2 separate regions of the Pan troglodytes genome follow, and region 1 is linked to region 2. Evidence: chromatin contacts called from public HiChIP or PLAC-seq data. All regions are on one chromosome and are shown on one strand. The core of a region is the stretch at or near the end of the contact, and the rest is flanking DNA. Distances in the headings are between cores, read along the strand shown. Region 1 holds the start of RANBP9 (RAN binding protein 9). Region 2 holds the start of NOL7 (nucleolar protein 7).

Region 1 (3,797 bases), core at 75-2,574, 96 kb before region 2:
CACAACTGCACTCCAGCCTGGGCGACAAAACAATAATAATAATAATAATAAAGTACAACAGAACATCTAGTTGTCTGGGTAACTGAGGGAGAAATTAGGCCGAATGACTCTGTTATTTGTTCTGGCCAGATAATCTTGGCCTTAAATTAAATCACCTTTGGCCTACCTTCTTCAAAACGAAATAATTTTCTCTTCGGCAAAACATTTATTTGACCAAATGATTACCATCATATCTTTGGAAGCAAACAAAATATCAGAATTTACATCATATAATCTACACATGCAAAGCCCGATTTTGCCAGCTAGGGAGGGATAAGCTAAACAAAGGGAAGTGGTGAAAACAAAGTAGTAATGTTATGATGGGTCAGAGAGCAACACTTGGCAAGTTGTGCCAAATTAGTCGACGAAGCATTCTATTGGGAATTGCAAAGTAGGAAGTCCTATTTTTGACTCTGCTGATCTCAGTAAATATTTCCTTGTTTTAAAAATGGGCATAATTTTCTGTTACCTAAGAACCCTGTTATGAAAATTAACGAGTCTATAAAATGTTCTGACGTCTCTAGAAGCCCTTCCTAAACACACACTATAATCTTGTATTCATACAGTGCCTGCTCCTGCTTTTTGAAGATATGCCGGTCTTTATTAATGACACCTTCTACCACTGTTAAGTTCACTGTGAGTCCTCGTAAAATTAATTAATGAAATAGTCACTATTGTAAGTGGGAGACTGCCTTCAGAAGTGGTTTCTACTGCCCATATGGTCAATGCTACGGAATTAAACACTGTGAAGTACCAAAGGCAATGCGTTCCTCTTAGGAGGGAGGCGGCAAACGGGAACGGGACTGAGGCGAGAGCTAGCAGCACTGCGCGGGGAGCCTGAGCCGCTCCGCACGCCCCGGGCCGACGGGTCCTAGAGCGCCCCGGGGCCTGGGCTCGCGGCGGCCCCAGCGGGGCTCGATTACTCTCGCCTGGACGAGAAGCGGCGCCTCGGCTCGGAGGAGCCCTGCGGTGGGGAGGTGGGGCGACGACAACAAAAAGAAGTCAAGTGGGAGGGGATTCGCCGGCGAGGGGGGCGACGGCGGCCGCCAAGGGAGAGGAGGCGGACACCTCCGAAGGGACCTGTGGCGCCGGGAGCCCAGCGATCCTGCCCACGAGCGACTGGCGGGCCCGGGAGGACGCCTCGCGGCGCACAGCCGGGAGCCCCGCGGCCCGCCCCGCTCGCGCCGCTCGCCCCGCTCGCGCCTCTCTCGCGCCTCCGTCCCGCCCCCTCGCCTAGCGCCGCCCGCGCGCAGCGTCTCGCGCCGGCCCGGCCCGCCCGCCGGGAAACAGCCGCGAGAGCAGCGGCCGCGGCGGCCGCCAGCGCGCCTTCCCCTCCCGCGCTCCCGCGTCGCCCCCGCCCTCGGCGCCTCGTACCCGGGCCGCGCGCCCGCGCTCCGGCCAACGTTCTCTCCCGGCCTCCCGGGCCCGCCGCCCACTCCCGCGTCTCCGAGCTCCTCAACCGCCGCGGTCTCCCTGGGCGCGCGGCCCGCCGCCTGCTTCCGGGGCGGGCGGACTGGGCGCCTGGTGCCGGCGGCCGCAGCGACAGCGCCCCCGGGAAGCAGAGGAGGAAGGAGAGAAGAGGTGGAGGTGGCCGCAGGCTGAGTCGCGGCCGGGATGTCCGGGCAGCCGCCGCCGCCGCAGCAGCAACAGCAGCAGCAGCTGTCGCCGCCACCGCCGGCGGCCTTGGCCCCAGTCTCCGGAGTCGTCCTGCCGGCGCCCCCGGCCGTCAGCGCCGGCTCCTCTCCGGCCGGCTCGCCCGGCGGCGGTGCGGGCGGCGAAGGCTTAGGGGCCGCGGCGGCCGCCCTGCTCCTCCATCCTCCGCCGCCGCCGCCCCCGGCCACCGCGGCCCCGCCGCCCCCGCCGCCGCCCCCGCCTCCCCCTGCCTCAGCGGCCGCCCCCGCCAGCGGGCCGCCCGCTCCCCCGGGCCTTGCAGCGGGCCCCGGCCCGGCCGGAGGAGCCCCGACCCCAGCTCTGGTGGCGGGCAGCAGCGCCGCGGCCCCCTTCCCTCACGGGGACTCGGCCCTGAACGAGCAGGAGAAGGAGTTGCAGCGGCGGCTGAAGCGCCTCTACCCGGCCGTGGACGAACAAGAGACGCCGCTGCCTCGGTCCTGGAGCCCGAAGGACAAGTTCAGCTACATCGGCCTCTCTCAGAACAACCTGCGGGTGCACTACAAAGGTACTGGGCGTGTGTCCTGCGGTGGGAGTGGGGCACTGACCCGACGTGGCCGGCCGCCGCTGCGCCGCTCTCGACCCGCCCCCGACCCCCGCCCTCGCGGGCTCTGCCCTCGGAGGCCACTCGCCGCCTGTTGTGCTGCTCCGGGTGGGCGCGGGGGTCGCGGTGAAGGGTCCGAGGGTGAGGGGCGAGATTCTTGGAAAAGGAAGGTGAGTAGAATGCCCCAGGGTAGAAAGGAGCTGGTAATCCTAGACCGGGAGCAGGACACCTTGAGGGAATCCGGGATGACAGGACAGAACTGGCTTTCTGATTTCCCTGGGAGATAAATCTTGGGGCTTGGGTAGAGGAATCCATGGACTCGGAGTTGGGTTACATTGTTCTCCAGGTGGTGGGTCAGCCGTTCTCCTCTTACAAGGGGGGAAGAGAGGCACGATTCTGAGGTATGATATCTAATTAAGAGAGAGCAGGGATACACAGGGGGAGGAGTAATCAAAATTAGGCCAGAGATTGTCTAGGGGGACAAAAGGACAAGGGGCCCAAGTTTGCCATCAATATATTTTAGTAAAAGCAACCGGGAGGGTAAGAGAAAGGCAACCCCAGGAACACCCTTTTTCTTAGGAGAGCAGAAACCTACCCCTCCCGATTGGAAGTGCCCTATACAGGTCCTTAGGTGTTGATATTACATGAAGTCTTGTTGAAAACGAAGATGGAACAAAATGCAGCTTAGCATTTTGAAGAAAATTGGCTTATGTTTTACATTTGCAGTTAAAAACAACAACCTTAGGCTTGTGCTTGCCCCTTTCCTCCCTCACCTACCTCTCCTAGGTTAAAACAAAGCTGGAAGCAAATCAGTTGTATATAAAATTATGAATTGCTGTGGGAACTATTGAAATGTAGCCCAATTTAATAGCATGTATCAAGTTTACTTGTGTGGAAGAAAAAAAAAATCAACCTAACGTATCAGTCTGTCTGGAAACAAATCCAGGGTTTTAGGCCCCAAACCTAAAGCAGAAGCTTTTACATTCACGGCAGCCTCACTTTGATTGGCTGTAAAGGGGTCTACTCAGATCCTAGTGACATGTATGTAGAGGAGATAAACAACCTTGTGGTTAAATTCTTAACTTATACGGGACTGAAATTTGAGAAGAAGCTTGATAAGTAAGTTACTATTTAATCAGAAAGGCGAATGGCAATAGAAGTCTACCAAATGATTTGGCTGCAAAGAATCACGCACAAAAATAGGCCTTGTTGAACATTCTTTTTATTCTCGCCATACATCCAAAGAAGTACTTCCAAGTGTTATCCTCCTTAATCTAAACGTCTGAACGTTTCATTCACAATATCAAATCTTTGTTTTTTCTCAAGTTAGGACCTTTTGTTAATTTCCTTGTGAAGTATTTCTACTTTTATGTTGTAATTTGTGTGAACGGTGCTGTTATGAGGTGTTTATTTCTGATCTGGCTGCCAGAAAGCTATTGTTAGATGTGACAGAATTTTATAATTTTAAATTTATGGTTGACAGTAAATAATTTGCTCATAAAGTCAGAGCCAGTGTAGATGAACAAAGAATTCTAGATTTCCTGAG
Region 2 (3,647 bases), core at 351-2,850:
AAGGACAGGTTGGTGGCAGGTAAGGCAAGTATGGGACAAATCAAGTTTTCAGAGCCTGTGGATAAGTGCCTGCTACCCCACTAAATGATTCAAAACACTTTTTATTCACCACCACCCACTATGCCCTAGTACAATGACAGGCAGTCAACAAAATGTACTGAATGAACACAATGGGATCAGGAATTCAAAAGCTAGCTATGGGAATGAACAAAAATAAATGGTAAAATAAGAAGTAGAACGTTACCTCCGTCTTTCCCACCGAATTCATATACCAAGGTAGCTTTTAAATTTGGGTTCTACAATTCCTTCAGTTATATGGATTCAAATAAATGTACCAGTATATAATTCAAAGATGGGTGTATATAAGCAAGTAATATAAAAAGATCCATTACTTACTTAGTCTGTGAAGCTGTGGTTAACTTCTCCAAAATAGTGTCTGGAAGGAGTTTTCTTTTCTTTTGGAATGAAAACGTTTAAAATTAATAGAAAGTCATGTACATAGTATGTCCGGAGTTGCTTCTGAAGTTACCACTTTTAAGAATGCCCTACATCTAGGCAAAGAAATGAATTAGGCTGGAAACTGCCCCCATACCTCTAAGCTATGGGAAGACCGGGTCCACAAAACTCCACATTCTCTGAAAGACTTGATGAAAACTAGAAAGGGTGCCCACGGTATTCTAACCCTCAGGTCACTGTTATAAATTGAAAGCAGTTAAGTAATGTCTGCCTGGAGCCAGTTCTCTGTGTCGAGTATCAGACAGCAATGCAACCATACACTAAGTCTGCACAGCCCTTACAGTTTACAAATCACCTCATTTAATTCTCACAGCAACCTCTTATTTTCAGTTGGTGGACACTAAAGGAGACGAACTTTTTTTTTTTGAGACAGGGTCTCGCTCTGTCGCCCAGGCTGGAGCGCAGTGGTGTGATCTCGGCTCCAGGCAGCCTCGACATCCCGGGCTCCGCCCACCTCGTCCCCCTAAAGTACTGCCGCGCCCGGCCCGAGCATCTTTCCACCACTGTCAGAGGCAATCTTGGTGACTGTTTCCCCACCCCAATATCCTGCCAACCCAAATTACATCCACCATAGCAATTCTCCCTGAGCCGAGTTGTTTTAATAAGACACCTCCTCCCTATCCTCTAACCTTCTGTTCGATGAACAGCTCCTCGCGTCGCTTCCTCTTCTCCTTCAGGAGCGTTTTATCCCTGGGAAGAAGGGTGATAAGTCAGCAAAGGGAAGGACAAGCGGGACGAGAAAGGGCGGTTCTCCCCGCCGGGCAGCGGGCTCCGAACCTGCGCACGGTCTCCCGCACTCGCCGCTCCTCTTCTCTCGCTTCCGCCTGGGCGCTGGCGAAAGTCAGCTCCTCCGGGGCCTCATCGTCAAACTCATCGTCCCCTTCCTCGTCTTCCTCCAGGGGCTCGGCGGCCGCGCCGCTGCTGGGCTGCCCGAGCAACAGCCCGTGCTCCGCCTCCTCCTCCTCCGAGGCCAGCTGGCCCTCGTCCACCATCGCCTCTGCCGACGCCGGGGCGCGAGACGCGCGCGGTCGGAGCTGCACCATGGCCCACGCAGCGCTAGACCGTCTGACCTCTGACCCGGAAGCAGCTACAAGCGGAGCGCAAGCCTACTTTCATCGCCCCCTGCAGGTTCGGAGGTCCTCAGGACGGGTGGGGCGCATGCGCGAAGCGAGGAAGGGCGTGGCCTGTAGGCAGTGGGCGTGTTTCTTTCCACGTGGCCAGCGCAGGCCGCCGTGGAGCCGGATGGACCCCACGGAAAATGCTCTGCTGGCGAAAGCGGCTGGCAATGGGGTTGATTTCAAGACAGGGAAGAGCCATCGCGCTGCCCTCCTCGGCTGGGATGGCGAGACAGGGCTGGCACGGCTCACGCTGTCCGGTGCTCAGAAAACCGGTAATCGCGGGCCCGAGGCGCTGCTCGCCGCCGTTTTTTGGCCCTGGGTTCCGTCGAGTGGATCCAGCTTGTCAGTCTTTGTGTAGATTTGGCTGCGTTCGCTCCGCACTTCGGAGGAGGTGGCGTTTCATGGGAAGAAATGCGCTCTAGCAGATGGCCGCCGTGGCCAGTCAGCCCTGCTGCCACCGACGAAGACGCGGGCGACAGACCTGGACTCTAAAGAAATCTGCACAGACGTGCCCGGCGCCCTCGGCCTTCCCAGCTCCGCGGCCGCAGCGACGCCGGTTAGGATGTCGGCCCTGTGGGAGGGGCGCCCTTCCTGGTGCCGGGCCCTAACCCACGACCTGGAACAGCAGCTGGCCCGTGGCAAATGCTGAGCATATCTCCTGAAAGAATGGCTTCGCCGGTCCCTAGAGAATGCACCCGAGTTTTGTGGTATATACACATACGTACTTTTTTTCCAAGTATATTTTATTTCTTGGCAAACATGGCCCTTTGTGATCGCTGTGTTTCTCTCCTCCCATCCATTATACAACACTAAATGATTCATCATTCTTTGAACAAATCAAACTGTTTCACACCTGCCATGCATTTGTACCGACCGTGCTCTTCCCTCTACTGCCGCAGCCCCCCAGGTAGAAGTCCTTTTTATACTTCAAAAATTCCCACCCAGGCAAATTTCAAGCACCTTACCCCTACCCCATCCCACTCTGCCCATCTCTAATTGCGCTGGTCTGAACCCGCACAAATGTCTGTGTAGTTTCTGCACTTCATAACAGCTTATATGACAGTTGCTCCAGCCATTCTGTGAACCCCTGAGGGGAAGGGCCAGGTCTTGCTAGTCTTTTTATTTCTAATGTCTATCATCTGGTAGATGTTTAATAAATGCTAAGCTGAATAATTCTATCTTACACATATATTGTATTTTTAATTCTCTTTTCATGTCTTCTGTTTTAGAAGCAATTCCCAATTTAAAAACGACAAAACCAAATAGGAACAAAAATGATAAAACTTGAAAACAACAACAACAACAACAAAAGCTGCTGAACCAGAGGTTCAGTATGAGAGGAATTGCAAAGAACAGTTTTGAAATCTCTAGGCCTTAGTCAGATAGAAATTACAAATCAAAAATATAATCAGACTCCCTGAGACACTGTGCTAACACTAGGAAAATGAATAAAGTTAACTTGGAGCAGCCCAGGAACAAACTTATAAGTGCATGATGGTATTTTATGTGCAAAACTGCTTTATAAGTACTATAAGACTATTACAGGTATTACCAGTGCCCTCAGTGTAAACTCCTTGGCCCACCCATGTAAAGTGTAAATCAAGCCCTCAGGGTCCCTGACTGGTTCTCCAGCCGCCCCATAGGCTATGAGCATCCCCGTTCCCTACACAAAGGACCACTGGGATTTATTAAAGGTTATGCCTTGCAATGCAGTACAAAGTTTTATATGATAGTGTCTTGTTGCCTGTTTCTACAAAAGCCAAGGGTGTAACATTAAATGCAATTTTGCAAGGGGCTGAGGTGATGTGGTCCAAGTATGTAATCACTTCAGGGAGCCATATGTGACCTTCATACACTGTTGATAATGGCCATGCCTCCCGGTCAGGCCTGTGACACCTGCTGGACAGCAGGTATTCCAAGGCCCCTAAGCACTGAGTTAGCTGGTAAAGGTTAAGGAAAAAGCTGTATTCTTACTACTTTACTCCAAGGTAGTAAAGTGTATGGAAGATGTAC

Evidence for each region. HiChIP or PLAC-seq counts read pairs in DNA pulled down with a chosen protein or histone mark.
Region 1: a contact with region 2 is called in an H3K4me3 HiChIP or PLAC-seq map of stem cell-derived excitatory neurons, with 2.0 times the contacts expected there. The contact joins the promoter of RANBP9 here to the promoter of NOL7 in region 2. A contact is called at or near these places in 1 of 7 Hi-C or Micro-C datasets (stem cell-derived neural progenitor cells) and 1 of 1 datasets of contacts at active chromatin or transcription factors (stem cell-derived excitatory neurons).

What each region holds. Positions count from the first base shown.
Region 1 is chr5:19,660,598-19,664,394 of NHGRI_mPanTro3-v2.0_pri, reverse strand. RANBP9 (RAN binding protein 9) reads left to right here and starts at 1,324. Exons shown (of 14, transcript XM_518246.7): 1 at 1,324-2,215. The coding sequence starts at 1,654.
Region 2 is chr5:19,564,941-19,568,587 of NHGRI_mPanTro3-v2.0_pri, reverse strand. NOL7 (nucleolar protein 7) reads right to left here and starts at 1,600. Exons shown (of 9, transcript XM_054685605.2): 1 at 1,294-1,600; 2 at 1,146-1,206; 3 at 397-455. The coding sequence starts at 1,559. SIRT5 (sirtuin 5) reads right to left here. Exons shown (of 10, transcript XM_009450542.5): 10 at 2,357-3,647.